2 separate regions of the Mus musculus genome follow, and region 2 is linked to region 1. A link is a contact called in public Hi-C data. All regions are on one chromosome and are shown on one strand. The core of a region is the stretch at or near the end of the contact, and the rest is flanking DNA. Distances in the headings are between cores, read along the strand shown. Region 1 holds the start of Rps6ka3 (ribosomal protein S6 kinase polypeptide 3). Region 2 has its middle 56 kb from the start of Rps6ka3.

The links. A called contact is a pair of places that touch in the nucleus more often than the background predicts.
Region 2: a Hi-C map of peritoneal macrophages shows a contact between it and region 1, with 2.6 times the contacts expected there. The contact joins the enhancer-like site here to the promoter of Rps6ka3 in region 1. A contact is called at or near these places in 2 of 15 datasets of contacts at CTCF or cohesin (large pre-B cells and pro-B cells), 28 of 484 Hi-C or Micro-C datasets (B cells, the Ba/F3 cell line, CD4 T cells and 17 more), 8 of 115 datasets of contacts at active chromatin or transcription factors (CD8 T cells, the SCID.adh cell line, bone marrow-derived dendritic cells and 5 more) and 1 of 9 other capture datasets (liver).

The regions. Positions count from the first base shown.
Region 1 is chrX:159,254,042-159,257,498 of GRCm38.p6, forward strand. It overlaps Rps6ka3 (ribosomal protein S6 kinase polypeptide 3), which reads left to right and starts at 1,741. Exons shown (of 22, transcript NM_148945.2): 1 at 1,741-2,147. The coding sequence starts at 2,079.
Region 2 is chrX:159,198,357-159,201,867 of GRCm38.p6, forward strand. No RefSeq gene overlaps it. Among named protein-coding and RNA genes, the nearest start is that of Rps6ka3, 56 kb to the right of the region's middle. Within about 2 kb of position 1,270, at least 51 of the 459 cell types and tissues checked have an H3K27ac peak or open chromatin away from gene starts, as enhancers often do. A contact at or near this core is called in B cells, CD8 T cells, CD8 central memory T cells and 12 more, where this site is marked.

The sequences.
Region 1 (3,457 bases), core at 491-2,990:
ACAGTTGGAGCTTTCATCAGATGAGGCTCCTAGGCCTGGAGGGGCAAACTGCAGATGGCAGCAAAAGGAGCCCAGCACCTGTCTCTGTCGGACCAAGCAAGAAACCTCGCACAGCTCCCACAGCCCGGGCCAGCTAGGTGTGGGGTTGTAAGGTCATTCTCACACCTGCTGAAGGGAGTGAGGCGGGGACACTCCAGGTGTCTGGATCCTGGGATGATTAAAGGAAACTGTTAAAAGGCATGCAGGGAGAGCGCAGCGGGGGGACGCGCTGTGGTAGCCAAGCGTGGGAGGCTAGAGATGCCTCCCTCCAGGCCTTGGGGACTGGGGAGACAAGCTGGCCTGAGATATGTGGACTGGGTAGACAAGCTGGCCTGAGATGTGTGTGTGTGTGTGTGTGTGTGTGTGTGTGTGTGTGTGTGTGTGTGTGTGTGTGTGTGTGTGTGTGTTTCTTTCCGATGCAGGGCGGTTAGCCAGGGGCTGCAGTAGCTTTCCACTCAGCCCAGCGACTTTTACACATCCCAGACATACTCAGCGCATCTAAGCAGCGGGCTCGAGAACCCAGGACTGAGCCTTCCCGGAATCCACTCAGAGCGCCCAGCCATTAATTCTCGAACTCTTAGAATTCTGTGGCTCCGTTGCCGACTGAGGATTGGGTTCCCTTAACCTAGGGCTTCCTCTTCTCGGGCAGGAGGAGGAGTCACAACCTCCCCTCCCTTTCTCCTCCGCCTACGACCAGCTTGATTTAAAAAAAAAAATCTAATCTTTTATTTAAAGTCAACGGAGAAGCAGGAACCCCGCGCTCCTGCCTAGAAGATATTTTTACTAACTCCTTAATCTCTGCCAAGAAGGGCAACCTTAAGGAACCTGTTTTCTTTTAAGCTTTAGGTAGCAAGGGAGGAGTGTGACAGTCTGGGCCGAAACTCGAGGGCTCTATGCACTTGGGAAGGGTTATTAGGGCGGAGGTAGGGTGGGACGAAAAATTTCCAAAGTACTAAACATTGAACACGAGAGTCAACTCGAAAAGCTTTGAATCAAATTGGGAGCCGAACGTACGTATGTGTGGCTAGCTCCCGGGAAAGAAGCCTCTTGAGTCCCCGTCCAAGCAGGAGAAAAGGGGTCAGGTGAATGAATACCCAGCTTGTGACCCTGAAGGAGGAGAGTCTTGGGCCAGGAGGGGATGTGCCCATAGCCTAGGCGCGCCCACGCGCACCCCTGGAGGAGAAAGGCCGAAAAGACACCTCCTGCCTCCGCCTGGGGCTGCTACCACCGGACTGCGCCCCCAGCGCCTTGCCCAGCTTCACCAGCTGAGCGCGAACCCCTCTGCTCTCCTATTCTCAACTAGTCTCCGAGCTGTTAGGACTCGTGGCAGTCAAAGGCACCTCGTCCGCCCCGCAGAGCCCATTTCTCTCCCCACCCCATCTCCCGCCAACGCCCCCAAATTTTTTGGGCTCGCCCTTCCTGAAAGTAGGCGAGGCCCAGAAGCTGAGGCTAGAGAGAGGAGGTGGAGGAGGAGGAGGAGGAGGAGGAGGAGGAGGAGGAGGAGGAGGAGGAGGAAGGGGTAGGAGGTGGAAAAGGGGCGGCGCCGAGCGGCCAGCCAGGGGGCGTGTCCGGCACTGGCCCCGCCCCTGGGTGCGCGCGGTGGTGGCGGAGGCCGCCCAGCCTCGCTCTAGAGAGACAGGTATCGCTTAGACGCCATGTTGTGAGCGGAAGTGGGGGAGCGCGCGGCCGTCGCTGTTCTGCTGGGATCGGGCGCGGGAAGCGGCGGGGAGGGGAGGCGGGGGGCGGAGCCGTAGTCCGGGCGGCGGAAGGAGGAGAGGAAGAAAGGGGCGAGCCCTGGTGCCTGGCGGCGGCGCAAGGCTCTCGCTTGGAGTGCGGGCGGCTGTGGCTAGGCGCTGGGCGTTCGGGTGGTCGGCGTCGGCGTCGGCGTCGAGCTCGCTCTCGGGGGAGCCGCGGCTGCCCGGCTGCTGCTTCTCGGCTCTGCCTTGGAGCTCGAGTGGCTAAGGAGCCGAGCCGGCTGTGGGGCGGGTGGGGAGGGAGGAGGCGGTGAAGGCGGCGGCGGGCCGGGGAGGGGGGGAAAGATGCCGCTGGCGCAGCTGGCGGACCCGTGGCAGAAGATGGCTGTGGAGAGCCCTTCCGACAGCGCGGAGGTGAGTGCAGCCGTGCGGCAGGGCAGGCGCGCCCCTTCCCCACGCCCCCGCCGGCGCTAGCTCTCTTCCCCGGAGCTGCCCCCCTTAGACCACCTCCGCCGCCGGCTCACATCTTGTTCCCGGGGCGAGATTCTGCTTTGGGTCGTTGGGCTTTGCCGATCTGTCTGTGTCTCCTTCCCGCACCCTCGCCTCTCCCTGCTTTTGGGGTTGGGGGGTGCCGGTGTGGCGGCGCGTGGGGTTTGGAGTGGGCGCTGAGGCTTTGCAAAGAGCCTGTTTTAATCAACTTTGCGTGGGGGAAGCAGGAGGCAAAGCAGGAGCCGGCGGCGGGGAGTTGGGAAGTTTGGCCCTGCCGGCTCTAGGGTCTTCTCCGGAATCTTAGAGACTTTGGATTCGGTTCACCAGGAGCCAAGACTTCAGTCTGGCCGCCGGAGGGGTTTGCTACAGGGAGACGGGCGCCCACAGGGCAAGGTGGGCGAGCCAAGCCGGGAGGGTTTTGAGTAAGGGGTCCAGGACTGAGGGATCCCCCCACACCCCGGTCAGTCTGCCGCAGCGCTCTCTGCCGCTGCTGCAAAAGAAAAACGGAGCGCCTTAGGTCCCCTACTCCTAGGTTTTGAGGTCACTGAGTTGGAAGACCCCAGTATAACTTTTGCTTCCTGTCCATGGAGGTGAGCGGGTGAAATTCAAGGAGATCAGCGGACGCTGTAAAAGGGCTATCTGATTTTCCTCTCCCGGGATCTGATGATCGGCCCTGAGATACCCACCCCAGTGTCAGAAACCCAAACAGTATACCCAAACAAGGCAAAACAGAATTTCCGCGGACACATCCCAGCACCGAGCTTTTCACAGCCGCCACTGTCCCAGAATCAACTGGCGATCTAAAAAAATAATGCAGACAAGATCCATTCCAGGGTATCAGCGCTCCTCTCCAGAGTGGAAAATCAGTTCCTGATGGTGGCGCGTCTGTGATTCCTCTTTCTTGACTTTTCGCTGAATTCTATCCTCGCAGCGGACTTTAGGGGATTACAGAATGATAGGCTGGGTGTGTGTAATAGTTACTGAGCGAGTGACCCCATTTCTGGAAAGCATGACTGAAACGCGGGGGTGGAATGGGGCAGGCTCTGATGAGTGGTGTACTTGGCGGCAGCCACTGCCCCCATCGGCCTCCGCAGTGTGAGAGGTGGGTAGGGTTACTGGTTACGTCAGTAAAACTCGGGCTCAGTTTGGTGTGAGATGCGGGACGCTGACATTCTCTGGGAGGGGGGAGAGGGGGAGGGAGGAATCCGTTCAGATCGTTTTTTCTAATTTTTCTC
Region 2 (3,511 bases), core at 20-2,519, 56 kb before region 1:
AGATACAGGTTTGAGATCACACCATCAATAGTTGAGTTCCTCTCGGACTTTTCGATTTCAGATTTAGTGTTGAAGATAAGCAGTAATCAAAAGACCAAGACCCTGATGGTTTCACAAATTCTTCAACACACAATTCTGTTTCCCCCTCTCTACCCACCTTTACCACTGGCCTGGTCTCTGGTCTGTTGGAAGGTAAATACCAGGTCAAATAGAAGCCTCAGTGGTTGACATAGGTATAATTTAGAATCAGAGACCTTCAGTTGTATTTCAGTCCTCTCCACAACTAATTAAAACGCTCTTTAGTGTTCATACTGAAGACACTTCAAAGTGGAGACAGCACAGAGGATGCTGATTCGTTTTGTATAATATATCAATATCATATATTCAGATATATCCACATATCATATCAATAGTAACAAGCAACTTATAACTATTATGGCAAGAAAGGCAGTGGAAGCTTAGCAAATGGTTCTTCCTAGTGTTTCCCAGGGTAGAATATCCATCAGCTAGATTTTTAATTTCAAATTCCCACAAGTTGACATCAACCTTAAGTGGGGGAAAAGGGAGATTGGTATTATTTGGCTGATACAATACAGCTAGAAAGATCTCGTCAAATAAGAATCAGGATCTAATAGCAAGTGATTTTATGTTCTTCCTTCTTGGCCCCAGTCCTTTCTAAAGTTTCACTGTCCCTAGATACAACTGCTAATACATCTAACAACTAAATATGTCTCCATCCTGTGTTTCTTTCTTGAATTTCAAGTCAGTTTGTACGATGTCCAACATATTCTTCAAGGCCAACATAGACAGAATGGGTTCATTACGCATCCTCCAATCCAGCGTCTCCTTAAGGACTTCCAGTTGCAATAAATAGCACCACAGTTCAGTCAACTAGCAAATCCGAAGTGTGGAATTCGTATGCTGTCTTCCTACCTGCTGCCACAGTCAATGAGTAAACTTTCTTAGGTCTCAAGTCTTCGACCTAAATAAGCCTCCAAATCCTCTACTGCTTCCTCTCCTCACTCTTAGTCCTTTATCTATGATCCTACCTTTTATCAACACTGGTCTTTCCATAAGTCTAATCCCTTCCTTCATTCACAGCCTCTAATTCTTCTCTACTTGGAAACAACACCCAGTTACAGTGCTACCACCCCCAGTTATCTTTTTAGCCTTATTACTCTGACTTTATCTCTGGTACACTGTATACAGCAGATTGAAAGTACATTGGTTTTGCAAACATCCATGCAGCTCTTGCCTGACTGCCCTGTACCCACTTTAAGACTCAGTTCAACAACCACAGTCACTTCCTCTATGAATGTGTAATGGCATATGTTCCCCCCACCCCACCCACACACATAGTTGTTTACTTTCTCTCTTGGCTGTGTACTTGAAAGTGATTCTTATTGCCATGGATTTAAATTCTTTGGTCAAATGTCTGCTCCCCACCAATATCTGGAAGCTCCCTGAGAACAAAAACTGGGCTCTACTCATCATTACATCTACAGTGGCTAGCCCAGTATTCATAAATACACATCTAAAGTATGCTGGAATTTGTTACCAATGAATCATAGACCCACTGAAGGAAGCAGAGTAAAATGAGTCCACTTCAAACCCTGACACCAAGATTTGGGGGTGATATGACTTGCTCAATTTACAGACTGATTTGACAACAACAGTAGTAAATAGACTCAAATATCCTTCTTTATATCAGTTCTATTTCTACTATCCATCACTGTGTCTCAGATTCAAAGCATAAACGTTACTGAGCCTGTCAGTGTCTCTGTTTCTACTCATAGTCAACGGAAATTACTAATGCCTTCCTTTCCTATAGCATAGCAATTTTATTTAACTATGTTGAATGCTGTCTCTAAAAAACGCTTTGAGTTCAGAGTCACACCACAGTCAAGAGTCAGCGGCCCACCACTTTGATTTCAACTTCTCAGTTTACTCTCTCGCTTCCTCTATTGACTTTTCTTCCTCTTCAGCCTGCAAGCCAGCAGAAGCTAGAGGAGAAAGAGATTTGTGATTTCCTCTTCCACTCTAGCTCTACTTAACTAAGGAGAAAAGTATTGTGAAAAAATAAAACAGAAGGTCCTGCATTGCAAAATTTAAAATACTGTCATTAATGACTAAAACTTCACAACAAGTTCTAATTTCTTTAAAAAGAGGGCTTGAGGGTCAATGTGAACAATAACAATATTATAAAAAACAAAGAAAGGCTGTTGAAGTGTTGCAGATTTAAGGAGACGGAAAAAACGTGATAATTAAGAGTAATAAAGGATCCAACAGTCAAATCCTATGTTGCAGGGAAATGCTGTCATAAAGGACATTGTCAGATCAACTGACAAAAGTGGTATAAGGACCAAATAAATGTGTGATATCAATATTAAGGTGATAAGAGATTATAATAATTCTGCTGTGGTTAGGTTTTAGAAAACTCATACAAAAATATTTAAGAGTAAAGACATGTTGAAAGCAACTTACTCTTGTGATTTAGTAAAATACTGGGGGAGAAACGGTAGAGAAATGGGTAGATAAATTAATGGATAGATGAATGGATGGATGGATTGATAAAGTACATAGAAATAAAGTGAAATAAAACATTTCAGTAGGAAAAAGCCCAGGAAACTATGCAGATGCCCTTTCTACTATTTTTTCTGCTTTTTGAAACAGAAGCAATTTCATCCCAGGTTGGCCTGGAACTCACTAGGATTGACCTCATTCACAATTCTCCTACTTCAGCTGGAACTCACTAGGATTGACCTCACTCACAATTCTCCTACTTCAGCTTCACAATTGTTGGAATTGTTCATACTATTTTTTTTAACTCTTGCAGCTCTTCTACAAATTTGAAAGTAAGTCCGAATAGTCTTTAAAATTATGTTCGAGCAAGACATTACATTTGTGGTATTCGAGTTCAATAACCATATGTCTGTCATTTATCTGTCTATCTTCATTAATTATGTTCTTTGCACTAAACTAAAAAGTACAGGAGCTAAAGAGACAAATAAGCCTAATTTTGTCTAAATGGCTTCTTTCTAGTTCAGAAGAGAAGACATAAATACATAAAGTCCTGTCCAACAAGGGAGCAGTAGCCGTAAAGGGGGGAGGCAAAATGGAATTTCAGAGTGTTACAGCGGAGGCCAAACATGAGTGATCCCTTTGATCTAGAAAGGCATAGAAAAAGTAAGGTCATCAAAAGCAAAGTGGACAGTGAAAACTGAGTGGCAAGGTGGGAAAACATATCCTGTCCCGAGCAGCATAATTCCAAAGGCTTTGCGGGGAGTGGTGTCAAAGATCAGGGTAAGAATGTTGGTTAGGGTCAATTGGAGACACCTGGAAATGCCCGATTAAGGAGTTTGGACTTTGCAAAGGCCAGAGGTCAGCAATCTCTTAGAAGTGCTGACCCCTTTTTCTTCTGTTTCTAAACAACCCAGATAAAAAGGCTGGTTGCTAATGATTGTGCAAGAAGACTAAGAAGGCTCCAGTATTTGGAATTTGGAAGTCCCTC